2 separate regions of the Oryctolagus cuniculus genome follow, and region 2 is linked to region 1. Evidence: chromatin contacts called from public Micro-C data. All regions are on one chromosome and are shown on one strand. Each heading gives the region's core, a stretch centred on a gene start, on an enhancer-like site or on the middle of the called end of the contact. The rest is flanking DNA. Distances are from core to core; before and after follow the strand shown.

Region 1 (6,451 bases), core at 1,424-3,923:
CCCTGCCGGCCACGCAGGGCTGGCAGCCTGGCCGGGCCATGCCCACTGCCCTCCCAGCCGCCCCTGGCACACTCCAGCTGTTGTAGCCTGGGCCTACTCTGTGTGCGCGCGCACACACACACACACACACACACACACACGAGGGAGTATGAATACCGCCACCCCCTTCTGGGATGTCACTCAGCCAACCTCCTCGCCACCCCCCACCAGACCCACTGGCCATCATCTTTAGCTTGGGAGTCGCCTCAGCCGCTCCCTACTCCAAGGGGGCACCAGTATCATCGCCTGTCCCCCCCAAGGAGGTGCTGAGCAATCTCTACGTGTGTGTGCGTGCATGTGTGTGCAAGGGTGGTGGTGGGGGGACACACAGGTTCCTGACCAAGCCACTGGTGGGGGCCAGGCCCAGATGTCTGGTGTGCTTGGCGTGGAAGCCTGGTTGGCAACCTGGTGGCCAACCAGCTGCTTAAATGTGGGGGTCTCGGTCCCAAGCAGGCCCCAGACACCAGCCATGCGTAGCCCCACTTGGAAGGGATTGCAGCTAGGTGGGGCGAGATGGCCGTGTGTGTGTGTGTGTGTGTGTGTGTGTGAATGGGGGTGGAGGAGGAAGCAGCCAGCATGGCACAGTCGTTGGAGGTCCAAGGCAGGGCGTACCCCACACCGTCACAGTGGTCAGAGTGCCTGCTCCCACCTGCACGTACACTGCGATCGATACACACTCGGGCACGCGGGTCCTTGCCCGACAATGCTCTGATCCGCTGTCTACAGGCAACTCGCTCACCGAGGGCCCCATCTAACCCACTCGGCACTGCTGTCCACGGCTGATCCACGAGGCCACAGGACACACACACACACACCACGGCTCACACGCACCTGGCCATACCCTCATTGTACACCCCTGCAGATCCCACGTTCAGCTGTGGATTATGGTTCCTCTCCCTTGGCACCCCTGGGCATAAGACTGGCAGGGCTCAGGCCACGCACAGGGAACAGTTAGAGCCCCAGGTCTGGCCTAGCTCCTTGCACACTTACACCGCAGGCCTGGCTAAACTAAACTGAGGGCCAAGCACCCAAGCCATCCCCACTCCGTCCAGGTGTCCCAACCGCGGAAGCAGCCGTTCCCAAGGCCATTGGAGGACTCGGGGGTGGTGGTTCTCGTGCCCCCTCTGGGGAGTCTCAGGCCACAGCCTCTAGAGAGGACAGGATGGTAAGCCAGGCACGCTCTGGGTCTTTGCTGCCGCTGACTTCGCAGGAGGCGGGACGCGCTCTCTCTGCGCGCCAAGGTCGGCGCTGTTGCGCCCGAGGCTGACCCGACGGCGTGGCCGCAGCGGCACCGTGGGCCGCGCGCGTCCGGGCTGCCTCCCCCGCCCCTCTCGCCTCAGGGCTTGGCGGGGTGGGATTCCCTCCCCACCCCCACCGCGGGAACCCGCCAGGTCCACCCCGCAAGCAGCCCGGGTCGGCTGGGGCAGGAAAAGTTTGTGCAAGGGAAAAGTTTGGGGAGGGGGCTGGGTGGTGGTGCGCGGCTGGACATCCAGGGTCGCCGGAGAGGCGCGGCCCTGGCTGGCAGCGCGCCCGCCCCTTCCTCCCCTCCCCTGTCCCTCCGAAATTTGGGATCCCCGCCATTTTCTTAGCCCCGCTCCCATGTGAGGCCTGAACAAAGACTTTGGGGAGACGCCCGGGCCGCTCGGCCCGCCCCGGGGCACCCCCAGCCGCACGCCAGGGCAGCCTCCAAGCCCGCACGCCGGCCCGCTGCCACCCTCGGGAACCGCTGCGCCCGCCCCAGGGAGCGGCGCCGGACCCGGTGTCCCCTCTGCGCCCTCGGGGCCACCCTCCTGCCACTCTGTCACCCTTGCAAAAACACCGCCCGCGGTCACGCCGCCCCCCTCCCGGCGCGCGCCACAGCCGCCCGCAGGTCGCTGGCCGTCCCGCCGCCCACCGACAACCCCCCCTCCACTCCTCCACGCGCGCACGCACTCCCGCCCCGCGCCCCCCGGGGGCAGCGCCACGCACGCAGCCCCGCCACCACCTCCCTCCAACCCGCCCCCCCTCTCCCCGCTTCCACCCCGAACCCGTCCGGAGCCCCCCAGCTGGAGTCCGCCCGCGGGCCAGGGTCGCACGCGCGCGGTGACGCCCGCACGCGTGCCCGGAGTCCCCTCGCGGCACCACTTGCACCCCTCGGCGGCCCGCAGGCTCACTGCCCCCCGCCTCGGCGCCGCGCGCCCCCTGCGCCCGTCCGCCCGCCCGCGCCGCCCGCCGGCCTCCCGCGCCCGCTGCCCTCCCCCGATCGCGCGCGCGGGGGCGGCGGCCGGTACCTGGGTGAGGCAGTACGGGGAGTACATAGCTGAGCGCCCGGGCTGGAGCGCGGCGGCCGGCCGCGGCGAGGGGAGGCCCGGCAGGCGGCGGCCGCGCTCGGCTCCGGGCTCCGGCTCCGGCTCCGGCTCCGGCTCGGCTGCTCCGGCCTCCGCCGCGCGGCCCCCGCGCTCGGCCCGGCGCCGCTCCGCGCTCGCCGCTCGCAGACTCGGCCCCGCCGGCTCCCGGGGCCGCCGCAGCCGCCGCCGCCGCCGCTGCCTCTCGCGTCCGCCGCCGCCGCCGCCGCTGCCGCCGCCGCCGCCGCCGCTGCCGCCGCCGCGCGTCTACTCCATAACGCCGCCGCTCGGCCGGTCACCCTCGCCCGCGCCGCCGCCGCCGCCGCCGCCGCGCTGTGAAAGTGAAAGTTTAGACAAAGTTTGGAAGCGGCGGCGCACTCCGGGGAGAGGGAGCGGGCGGGCGGGCGGCGCGGGCGGGAGGAGGGGCGCGGGGAGGGGCGGGCAGGGCGGGGAGCGGCGGCCTGCGCGCTCTCTCTTTCTCTCTCTCTCTGTCTCACACGCACACGCACACATGCATGCATGCTCACACGCACACATTTCGCTCAGGACATGCACACCCATGCGTGCCTGCCTGCAGACCCACACACGCGCTGTTACATGCACACACACACACGCATGCATGCAGGCACAGCCACAAGGCCGGTCCCACATGTGCTGGCCTGCGTTCTAGCACAGACACCCCGACCCACAGGGGGTAGCCAAGCTCAGAGCCACGACACATGCCACTTCTTCCACGATCCGAAGACAAAGCACACACCCTGACACACGTACCACGTACCGAGGTGAATGCACTCGCTCGCTCTCTCACACACACACATCCATGCTGATGCACACACACACGTTGACACACATGTGATCCCATAGCCACACCCTGACTCATTCCAGACCCCCCAGCTCTTGTACAAACACATGGACAGTTGTAGCAACCCACTCCAACACTTGGAATGGTGCCGTGACATCACACGAACCCACTGTCACACCAACCCACGCCATCCACGTGGGCCAAACAACACAAAGAGACACATAATGTCAGCGATAGAAAGCAACAATGGCCCAGGCCGGCGTTGTGGCGTAGCAGGTACAGCCACTGCCTGCAACAGCAGCATCCCGTACGGACGCCGGTTCAAGCCCCGGCTGCTCCACTTCCGATCCCGCTCCCTGCTAATGTGCCTGGGAAAGCAGTAGAAGATGGCCCAAGTGCTTGGGCCCCTGCACCCATGTGGGAGACCTGAAAGAAGCTCCTGGCTCCTGGCTTCAACTTGCTCTGGCCCGGCCCCAGCCTTTGAGGCCATTTGGGAAGTGAACCATTGGATGGAAGATCTCTCTCTCTCTCTCTCTCTCTCTCTCTCTCTCATACTGCTTTTCAGATAAATTTTAAAATCACATTTAAAATCAATCGTGGGGCCAGCGCTGTGGTGCAGTAGGTTAACCCTCCGCCTGTGGCACTGGCATCCCATATAGGCGCTGGTTCTAGTCTCAGCTGCTCCACTTCCGATCCAGCTCTCTGCTGTGGCCTGGGAAAGCAGTAGAAGATGGCCCAAGTGCTTGGGCTCCTGCACCTGTGTGGGAGACCCTGAAGAGGCTCCTGGCTCCTGGCTTTGGATTGGCACAGCTCCAGCCATTGCGGCCATTTGGGGAGTGAACCAGTGGACGGAAGACCTTTCTCTCTGTTTCTCCCTCTCACTGTCTGTAACTCTACCTCTCAAATGAATAAACAAAAAATAAAATCTTTTAAAAATCAAATCAATCAATCAATCTTAGAAAAGAAAGCAACATGAACTGTCACAACAGAAGGGCACATATATCACACCCTGTTGCCCGGATGTAGCCCAGGCCTTGGACACATTGACAGGTGAGCCTGGTATTCTGTCAGCTGACAGTTCTGCACGTGGGTGTCACACACATAGCACACAGGCTGTGCCTGTGCCCCCCACCCCCTATATACACACTTGCCCATAGTCCTGTGGGTGGACGCCCAGAAATATGGCAGGCGACACAAAGCCCGGCTGTTAGGGACAGACAAGGGCAAGGAGGCCTGGGATATGTGAACATACATACTGAGGTGGGGATCTGTCCACTCCTGCAGGCCCCTGGCTCCCCACTTCCAGAACAGAAAGGAATGGAGGGGGATGGGGGCCAGCACTGTGGTGTAGCAGGTAAAGCCACCACCTGCAGTGCCAGCATCCCATATGGGCGCTGGTTTGAGTCCTGGCTGCTCCACATCCATGACCCAGCACCCTGATAATGCACTTGGGAAAAGCAGCAGAGGATGGCCCAAGTCCTTGGGCCCCTGTGCCTGTGTGGGAGACCCAGAAGAAGCTCCTGGCTCCTGGCTTCAGCCTGGCCCAGCCCCAGCTGTTATGGCCATCTGGGGGAGTGAACCAGTATGGAAGACCTCTTTTAACCTGCTGTGATGCAATGCCAGCCCCTAAAATAAGTCTTAAAAAAGAGAGAGAAGAGAACGGGGCGAGGGAAAGCAGGTGCTGGGGGAACGGGGGCAGAGGTGCCCTGAGGCGATCCAAGACAGGCAGAACGGTGGTACCTGCGGCCCCTCCAGGTGGATCCTCCTCACTGCCATTAAGCCAGCATCTTCTGGCCCCCCACAGCCAGACAGCTGGAGACCTTCTGGGCTATGAATGGCCTTTTGAAGGGAATGTTGGTGCCCAGGTGGGCAAGTGCGTGCATGTGTACATGTGTGTGTGTGCAGGTCCTGCTGTGTGGAGGCTACTAAGGCCATGCCCAGTGGGTTCCTGAAAGCACGCACCCCCCCCCCCGGTGGTGCACGTGTTTGTGTGTCTAAATGTCCCTAACAGGGAACAGTAGCAGTGACACTGGGACACCAGCATCCCGCAATCAGAGCACCAGTTCAAGTCCCGGCTGCTCGGCTTCCGATCACGCTCCCTGCTGATGCACCTGGGAAAGCAGAGGAAGATGGGTCAAGTGCTTGGGCCCCTGCACCCACATGGGAGACCAGGGTGGAGCTCCAGGCTTTGGGCACCTGCTATTGCGGCCATTTGGGGAGTGAGCCAGAAGACAAAAGATCTCTCTCTCTCTCTCTCTCTCTCTCTCTCTCTCTCTCTCTCTCTCTCAATATCTTAGGGGCATGTGCTCCTGGTCACTGTACCTCATTGAGGCAGAGTGACAGCACCCTCTGGAGACACCGAAGAGCTGCAGGCCAGTGTATGAACAGGAGTGTTTCTGGGTGGGTCGGCCCGCTGCCTAGTGGCGCTGCGTGCTGGGGACCGTGAGGCAGACAAGAGTGCCTGCCAGGCCCTGGCCTAGCCCTGGGAACATGGCGGGAACGAGACAACAAGCCCTGCCTTGGGATGGGGGGGAGGTGGCATGAATGAAAATCTGGATCTTCACCGGAAGTGCTGGGTGAGTGTGCATGAGCCAGCCCTGGGGGGTCTTTTGGTCACAAGGTGTCCGTGGGTCTGTGTCAAAGAGAGAGAGAGAGCGCTCGCACGGGCATCCACCCACGCTGGGATTCTGTGGCTGGGCCACGGGGCTCCCCGTGATCAGGGCCTCTGTGGCATTACTGTCCCCAGTGTCACCTGGTGTATGGGTGGTCCCTGTGGGCCTGGGCAGGGATGATGAGGAAATGCAAGTAGCTGAGCGCAGGTGCAAAGCAGAGGGTTTGAGGACCAGGGCTGGGGCTCTGTGGCTGTGCCAGTGTGTGTGTGTGTGTGTGTGTGCCAGGGAGGGGTCTCTGTGTGCTTGTGTTGGGTAGTGTGTTAACCTGTGTCAGTGTGTGTGTGCGTGTGTGTGTGTGTGCCAGGGAGGGGTCTCTGTGTGCCTGTGTTGGGTAGTGTGTTAACCTGTGTCAGTGTGTATGTGTGCCAGGGAGGGGTCTCTGTGTCTCTGTATTGGGTATGTGTGTGTGTCAACCTGTGTCAGTGTGTGTCTGTGTCAGTGTGTGTGTGCCTGGTGGGGGGGGTCTCTGTGTCTCTGTATTGGGTATGTGTGTGTGTTAACCTGTGTGTGTGTGCACCAGGGAGGGGTCTCTGTGTGTCTGTATTGGGTATGTGTGTCAACCTGTGCCTGTGTGCATGTGTGTGTGTTGTGTGTGTGTGTCCATGTTAGGGTAT
Region 2 (6,451 bases), core at 2,759-5,258, 57 kb before region 1:
TCTGACCCTGGAAGGACTGGCATCCGAAAGCAATGTCCAGCAGCTCAGCAATGTGGGGCGGGGGGGGGGGGCACAGGCGGGACAGAGGATCCACCAGTACACCTGGCGCCCGGGAGGGTGGAAGAGCAGGTGCAGGTCTCTTCTGAGAGCCTCAGGCTCCCGATGGCGTCCAAGTGGAGAAGGCCCATCTTGGTGGTCCCTGCTGGTCATCCCCACCCCACTGTGAAGGCAGGTGGACCCCTGGCTAGCACCCTCCAGTCATGCGCCCTCCCCCCCCAACCTTCCTCACTTTCTGAGAAAGTGTTCCTGAACTCACAGGGTGCTGGGGGTGGGGTGGGTGTTTCCTCCATCCCTGGAATGAAGCCTGAGCCCTTCAGGGAGGACTCCGGGAGATGGCATCCGAGCCCTGAGCGGTGTGGGAAGCCGGGAGGCAGTGGGGGCCTGTGCGCGCAGTCCCACTTCCCCAGGGGGTGACCGGCGGCGGCCAGCACAGGAGAGGAAGGCTGTATCCCTGGTACAGGTGGACAGAGGGCCAAGAGCCCAGGCCTGCCAGCCACCACTCCAAGCCTGGCCCGGCAGTTAATAAATGAGATCCCAGCCAGAGCGCTGCAAGGAGATGCGAATGGGCCCTCGGGCTCCTCCTGGCCTGCCCGCCCAAGGCAGCTGGCCCGGGCAGCCCCAATAGAACCAGGGTTGGCCCTGCAACTGCGCTGGCCCAGATGTTTCAGATCATGCCTCGGAGCTAGGAATTCCGGGCACAGCAGAGCCCATCAGACAGGAACCAAAGATGACCCTGCAGCTGGTACAAGGAACAGACAAAACCTTAGGGAAGTGGAAAGAGGCAGAGGACCGCAGCCCTAGCCCCACCTCCTCCTCACCCCCGGCCTCCCTGCTTGCTACACGGCGAGCACCTTACCAGTGCGGGGATCCCAGGGGACCAGGGGGAGCCGCCAAGGCAGAGAGGAGGTAGAGGGAGGTGTAGGGGCAGCTCCTCAGCCACAGGGGTTCAGGCTCTATATGAAATTGCAGCTTTTGGTGTCACCCCCCACCCCCACCCCAGAGGCTGACCTGGGGCAGTGACAGAGCCGCACCCCCCTCCCGCAGGTGCAGCGGATGGCAGCCGGTGATGGGCACGAGTAAGCGAGAGGTAGCTTCAGAAAGGGACGGCGGGCAGGGAACGGGGAGAGCAGAGCCAGCACTTGTTTCCCCGGGGATATCCCAAGGCCTCGTCCAGCCCAGGCCCAGTCCTGGAGATAGAGAGCTGACGACGCCTCCAGGAGCAACCAGGCGCTGGTCCATGAGCAGAGCGCTCGGCTGGCAGCGCCAGCTGGTGCCACGACTCAGTCGGCGCTGCAGCCAGCGTTTCCGAGAGGGCCCGGGGCCAGGAGTCATGGGATGGGGGGGGGGGTCCAGACAAATGGTCCCCAGCCCCTGAGAGCTTGAGTCTCCTCCCCAGTCTGCTAACAGACAGACAAGAACGCCTTTTACCCACCCCCCCCCTTGCCCCGACACACACACACACACACACACACACCATGCACCAAGGAGAGAGGTGCCTGCAGAGTGGGCACCCCCACCCCCACTCCCTCTATTTCCAGCACTGCCCTTTCTGGCCCTTTGAGCTGCCCAGGCCAGCCAGGCTGGCCAGACATCCGCCCCCACCCCCAGCTGCTCGCAAGGCTATTAATAGTGTCCCCACCTCCCAAGGCTGGGTGTTGCCCTTCCCCCAGCCCCAAATACACTTGCCCTTGGTCTAATTACTCATGGAGAGACAACAGAGTCTCATCCCAGGCTGGGATGAGAGGAAGACATGGGTTTGGGGCGGGGGGAGGTACTTGAGGGACATGCCTGGGACAAGCAGGAAAGTTTGGGGGAAAGGAAAGGAACAGGCAATAATCCTCGGAGAGTGACAGACAAGACAGAGACGGAGGTGTGCCAAGGTAGAGGATCAAGGCCGAAGCAAAGCGGTTCAAAGACAAGACGACTTTGGCAGAAAGAACCAGAGAAGCACAAGGTTCTGAGAGAGGCGGTGGGGCTGGGTGGCACGGGCAGGGGGAATGCCAAGAATGAAAGTGCAGGCAGAGGAACAAATCTCTGCTTTAAGGGAAAAGAAAAATAAATAAATAAAAATAGAAGGAAGAGGGGACTTTCCTAAAAATCCCTGGGAGAAGCTGTGTGTGCACAACTGCTTGGGTGGCATCCAGCTGCTGGCGTCTGTCAGGGGACATCGGGCACCCGCACAGCCACAGGGCGACACCCAGGAGCCCTGCACACCTTAGCCTCACCGGAAACAGAGACAGAAGGGGCAGAGACAGCAAAGCAGCAGCAGCCCCCACCCTCGTATCTTCACCCCACCCACCCCTGCTCCTGTCTGCCTCTCCCCTTGGGAGAGGCCACCCAGGAGACCCAGTGGAGGCCACCCCTACCTCTCCCTCCCTGCGGGGTAGTGGGAGTACAGCGGAAGCCACCTGCCTCCCGGCCCCGAGTGCTCTAACTCTCTCTGCCCCAATGGATGGTACAGCACCCAGGCCAGTAAGCCCTAAGGTGCCTCCTCCACCCAGGGACTCATCTTGGCCCTGGAGGAGACCGAGACTGATTCTGGCTAATCAATGAGCACCCAACACAGACCACCAGAACCAGACGCTTAAGTGGGACCTTTCTCCTACCTTCCAATTCTGCCCACATGGGGAGCCTCTGGCTAAGCCAGGCCTGGGGTATGGGACACTCCAGCTCTGGATGCGACAAGAGCCCCAGGTGGCTGACCTGTATGACCTATAGCACCCTCTAGACACCCCCCTTAGCCCCTTGAGGAAAAGGCCTTGGTGGGGTTCCTCCCTGTGTGGGGTCACTTCCATACAAAAGATCCTTCCACGTCCTTCGTCCAGCTGTGACCGCCCTGGCTGGCCACCCAGGGGACAGAAGTCCCGGTTAGCTGGCACCTCTTCATCACAGGCCCAACCCGCAGAGCCCAGCTGATCCTCCCTTACAAGTTCAACAGGGGACTGGGCACAGGCCTGGACATGCTGGCCTCCTCCCCAAGTGCTAGAACACAAACAGTTCTTGCAAAGGGCAAGTCCTAAGGCAGCCACCATCCAGAGCTGTGCAGACAAGGCATGTGGAATTTGGGCCCTAGACTCCAAATTTCTCACTTGGCCCCTCCCTCCCCCCTAGAGCCTGGGGCAGCTGGGTCAAACAGATGACCTCCTGCAGGGGGCCCAAGACAGCACCAGGTACTGCACAGGGCCCCTGGGCCTGGAGTCCTGGGCCTAGACGTGCTGCAGCCATTCGATCCCAGTACATCTCTAGTCTCCCGGTGCAACAAAACAAGATGGGTTAAGACAGCCACGGTGAGCTGTGCACTGGCATTGTTAGGCAGTTTGACAGAGGATGCGACGGTTTTACGCATTGTAAAGTGCCAAGCATATATGAGGATAGCCACCGCTGCAGAAGCGACAAAAATGACATCCATCCATCCATCCTCCCCAGCTGCCAGGAGCCAAATCGCCCATTCATCAAGGTGGGACCGGACGGAGCAAAAGGAGCTGGAAGCGGCGAGCGCCGCTGCACTCCCCGGCGCCGCAGCTAGGTGGCGCAGCGAGTTAACGCTAGCTGCTCTCTGCGGGCTGCGGCGGGGCTCCAGGGGCCGGGGTTCCCCCTTGCACACCCATGAGGCCTGAGCCGGAAGGAGAAGGACAGGACCTGGCCAGACTCGGGCCGCTCGGACCCCCCGGCGGGGCATCGAGGAAGGAGCTGCCCGAGGCGGCGCGTCCCGCCGCTGCGGCTGCCAAGCAAATCCCGTGATGTGCAGGGAGGGCCCAGCTTGATTAGGAACAGCTTGCGGTGCGGGGCCGGACAGAAGGGGGCCGCGGAACGGGCGGGCGGCAAGGAGAAGTGAGAGGTGGGGCGCCCGCCAGGTGCATAGCTGGGGCAGCGGCGGGGGAAGGGGTCTGTGATTCCGTGAGCCCGCTCCCACCCGCAGGGAGGGGGCTCAGACCTGCCTGCCTCTCCCCTGGACACGGGGCGGGGGCGGGGGGCAGCGTGTGACCCCAGGAATATTCTTCACACACCCCGGGACGTCCTCACTTTTTGTCTGTGCACTTGATAAACACTTAGAAGGACGATCTCCGCCACCCCTCCCTTATGCAAAAAGAACGTGGCGGGGTGGGGGATATAAAGGAGACTAAAACTGAGAGATCAGGAACCAGAGATGGGGGGAGAGAAATGAAGAAAAGTCAGGAGGGGGTGGGGGAATGAGCACCCTTCCCAGCGGCGGCAGCAGCAGCAGCAGCGGGCAGGCACACCCTCCCGGGCGGGTGTGGAGAAAGGCCCCTTTGTTCCACGGGGGAGGTTAGCTGAGGTGAGGCCCGCCCCCCACCCCCCTGACCCTGGGCAGTGCAGCTCCCTCACAGGGCCCGGCTGCTTCCCTGGCCCCCCAGTTCTCGGCCCCAGATGGAAGAAGGCTTACTGGCCCTCCTGCTCCCTACCTCCTGTGCCCCAGCCACTGCCCAAGCACCACGGGTGGTGCCCCCCCCAGGAGGTCCCCGTGGTGGTGGGATGCCCGCACTGCCAGCCATTAGCAGCTTGTCCAGGCTTCTCTGGAGCTGTGGGTCAAGGGTGGGGGTTGGGGGATGCAGAGTCTGCACACAGCAGGCACCCCCACATAGCAGAGCACAACAGGGGGCTGGAGGCTGGTGCCCCGGGGGAGCAAGGCAGGCTGCCAGTGCCCCTCCCTTCTACTCACGGGGTGGGGGACAGCAGGGCCTGAGCTCACCCCTCCGCTCCCCAAGGAGGGGAGAGAATTGGTTGTGTGGCTCCAGTAAGGGGCGGGGGTGGGGGGAGGGCTGGTAACAGGTGGTGGCGGGCAGGGGACGAAGGGAGTGAGCTTCTGAAGCCACCCATTTGCTCCCGGGGGGGGGGGGGCTGGGGGGAGGCATCACTGTTCCCACGGCTCTCCCAGGGAGGGGTGGCAGCGGAACACACCCCCACAACCACCACATACACTCAGCCCCCTCCATCCCTCAGGGCTCCTGTCCTGGCTACTCCTGTAGGGCAGGTTCTCCCCTGGGGGCGGCAGGAGCTGGTAGCAAGTCGGGGAGTGGGGGAGCAGGCATCCTGACACCCCCCAGGCCTGTGAGCCTCTGGCCTGGGAAGAGGGAGCCCGGCCAAGGCAGAAGAGCATGGAGCAGCCGCAACAGCAGCTGGAGTCGCAGGGAGCCTGAGCCGGCTGCTGCCGCGGCCCAGAGAAGCCGCAGCTCAGATACACGATGCGCTGCCAAACTCCAGTCCTTTAATTCAATTAAGCGCCGGACAGACGGCTCAAATTTTCTGTGTGCGCATGCGTGCGAGACCCCCGCCCCCGCCCCCCGCCCCGTGCGTGACCAGCCGAGGTCCGGACGGGCGGGACAGTGGACGGCGGCCGGCAGGATGGCCGGGGAGAGTAAGATCGCCCAGGTCTTCCTGGGGTGAGACACACTGCTGCAGACTAGGGTCTCCAAGGCTCTCCACCCCCTTCTCTCCCCACAGCCAGGACCCTGGGGGCAGTGCAACCTGAGGACCATCCTGGGCTCTGTCCTGGCCTCAGCTTACTCAATGCCAGCATCCCTGGCCCAGGGATGAGCTGGGAGGTGGATAGCTGAAGTGGCTCCACCCCACTGGGGCCCCAGAGTTTGCCTCTGTCCCAGCCCTCCCGGTCCCCCCAAAAGTCCCCTTCTGGGAACACAGCCAAGATCGGAGAAGAATGTTTATACGCTGCTACGAGGGAAAAGGAAAAAGTAGGAGGTGGGGTAGGGAGGCCCAGGCCTCCAGGTAGTTCGGGACTGGGGCGGGCCTTGGGGGGTGGGCAGAGGAAGGCACCTTCCTCTCCCTGGGTAGCCCAGCATCTGTGCCCTACCTGCCCTGCCCACCACAGCCAGTGCCACTATTGGGCCACCCATGGGGGGGGGGGTGTCTAGCTCCCCCCAGTGCCAGCCAAGTGCCAGTGTCTCTCCTCCTGACCCGCAGGATTCTGAGACATTACCGGGCTGTATTTTCCCTCCTTGTTCCACCTCTTCAGCCTAAAGAAGACAGGAGTGGGGAAGGGCTGCCCCCCACCCCAGGGAGCCGGCGCTGGGGGTGTGGCCATCAGGAGCCGGCTCAGTGGGAGCGAAAGCCCCTGTCTCCAGCACTACACACAGCTAATGGGAGGCTGGCAGCAGCAAATTGTTGTTTACTTTTAATTAAGTAAACAATGTCGGCTTTCCGCCTCCTCCCCTGCCATCCCAGCCAGTAATTTGGGGATGACAATGGGGTTGTTTCCTTGCTCTGCCTTCTTCCCTCCCTCTGAGCACTCTCGCTGGCTCCCCCAGCTCAGCAGAGGCATCATGGGATCTTGCCAGTGTTGGGAGGGGGGAGCGGGGAGGCTCCACCCAGGGAAGGACCTTCAGACCTGCTGCAGGTTCCCCCCTGCCCCGGG

What was found. A called contact is a pair of places that touch in the nucleus more often than the background predicts.
Region 2: a Micro-C map of ear pinna shows a contact between it and region 1, with 2.6 times the contacts expected there. The contact joins the enhancer-like site here to the promoter of NFIX in region 1. A contact is called at or near these places in 2 of 6 Hi-C or Micro-C datasets (ear pinna and an unstated tissue).

The regions. Positions count from the first base shown.
Region 1 is chr16:62,429,186-62,435,636 of mOryCun1.1, reverse strand. NFIX (nuclear factor I X) reads right to left here and starts at 2,673. Exons shown (of 11, transcript XM_051839483.2): 1 at 2,310-2,673. The coding sequence starts at 2,336.
Region 2 is chr16:62,487,393-62,493,843 of mOryCun1.1, reverse strand. The region is part of intron 2 of NFIX (nuclear factor I X); the gene reads right to left. Among named protein-coding and RNA genes, the nearest start is that of LYL1, 32 kb to the left of the region's middle. Within about 2 kb of position 4,008, at least 1 of the 8 cell types and tissues checked has an H3K27ac peak or open chromatin away from gene starts, as enhancers often do. A contact at or near this core is called in ear pinna, where this site is marked.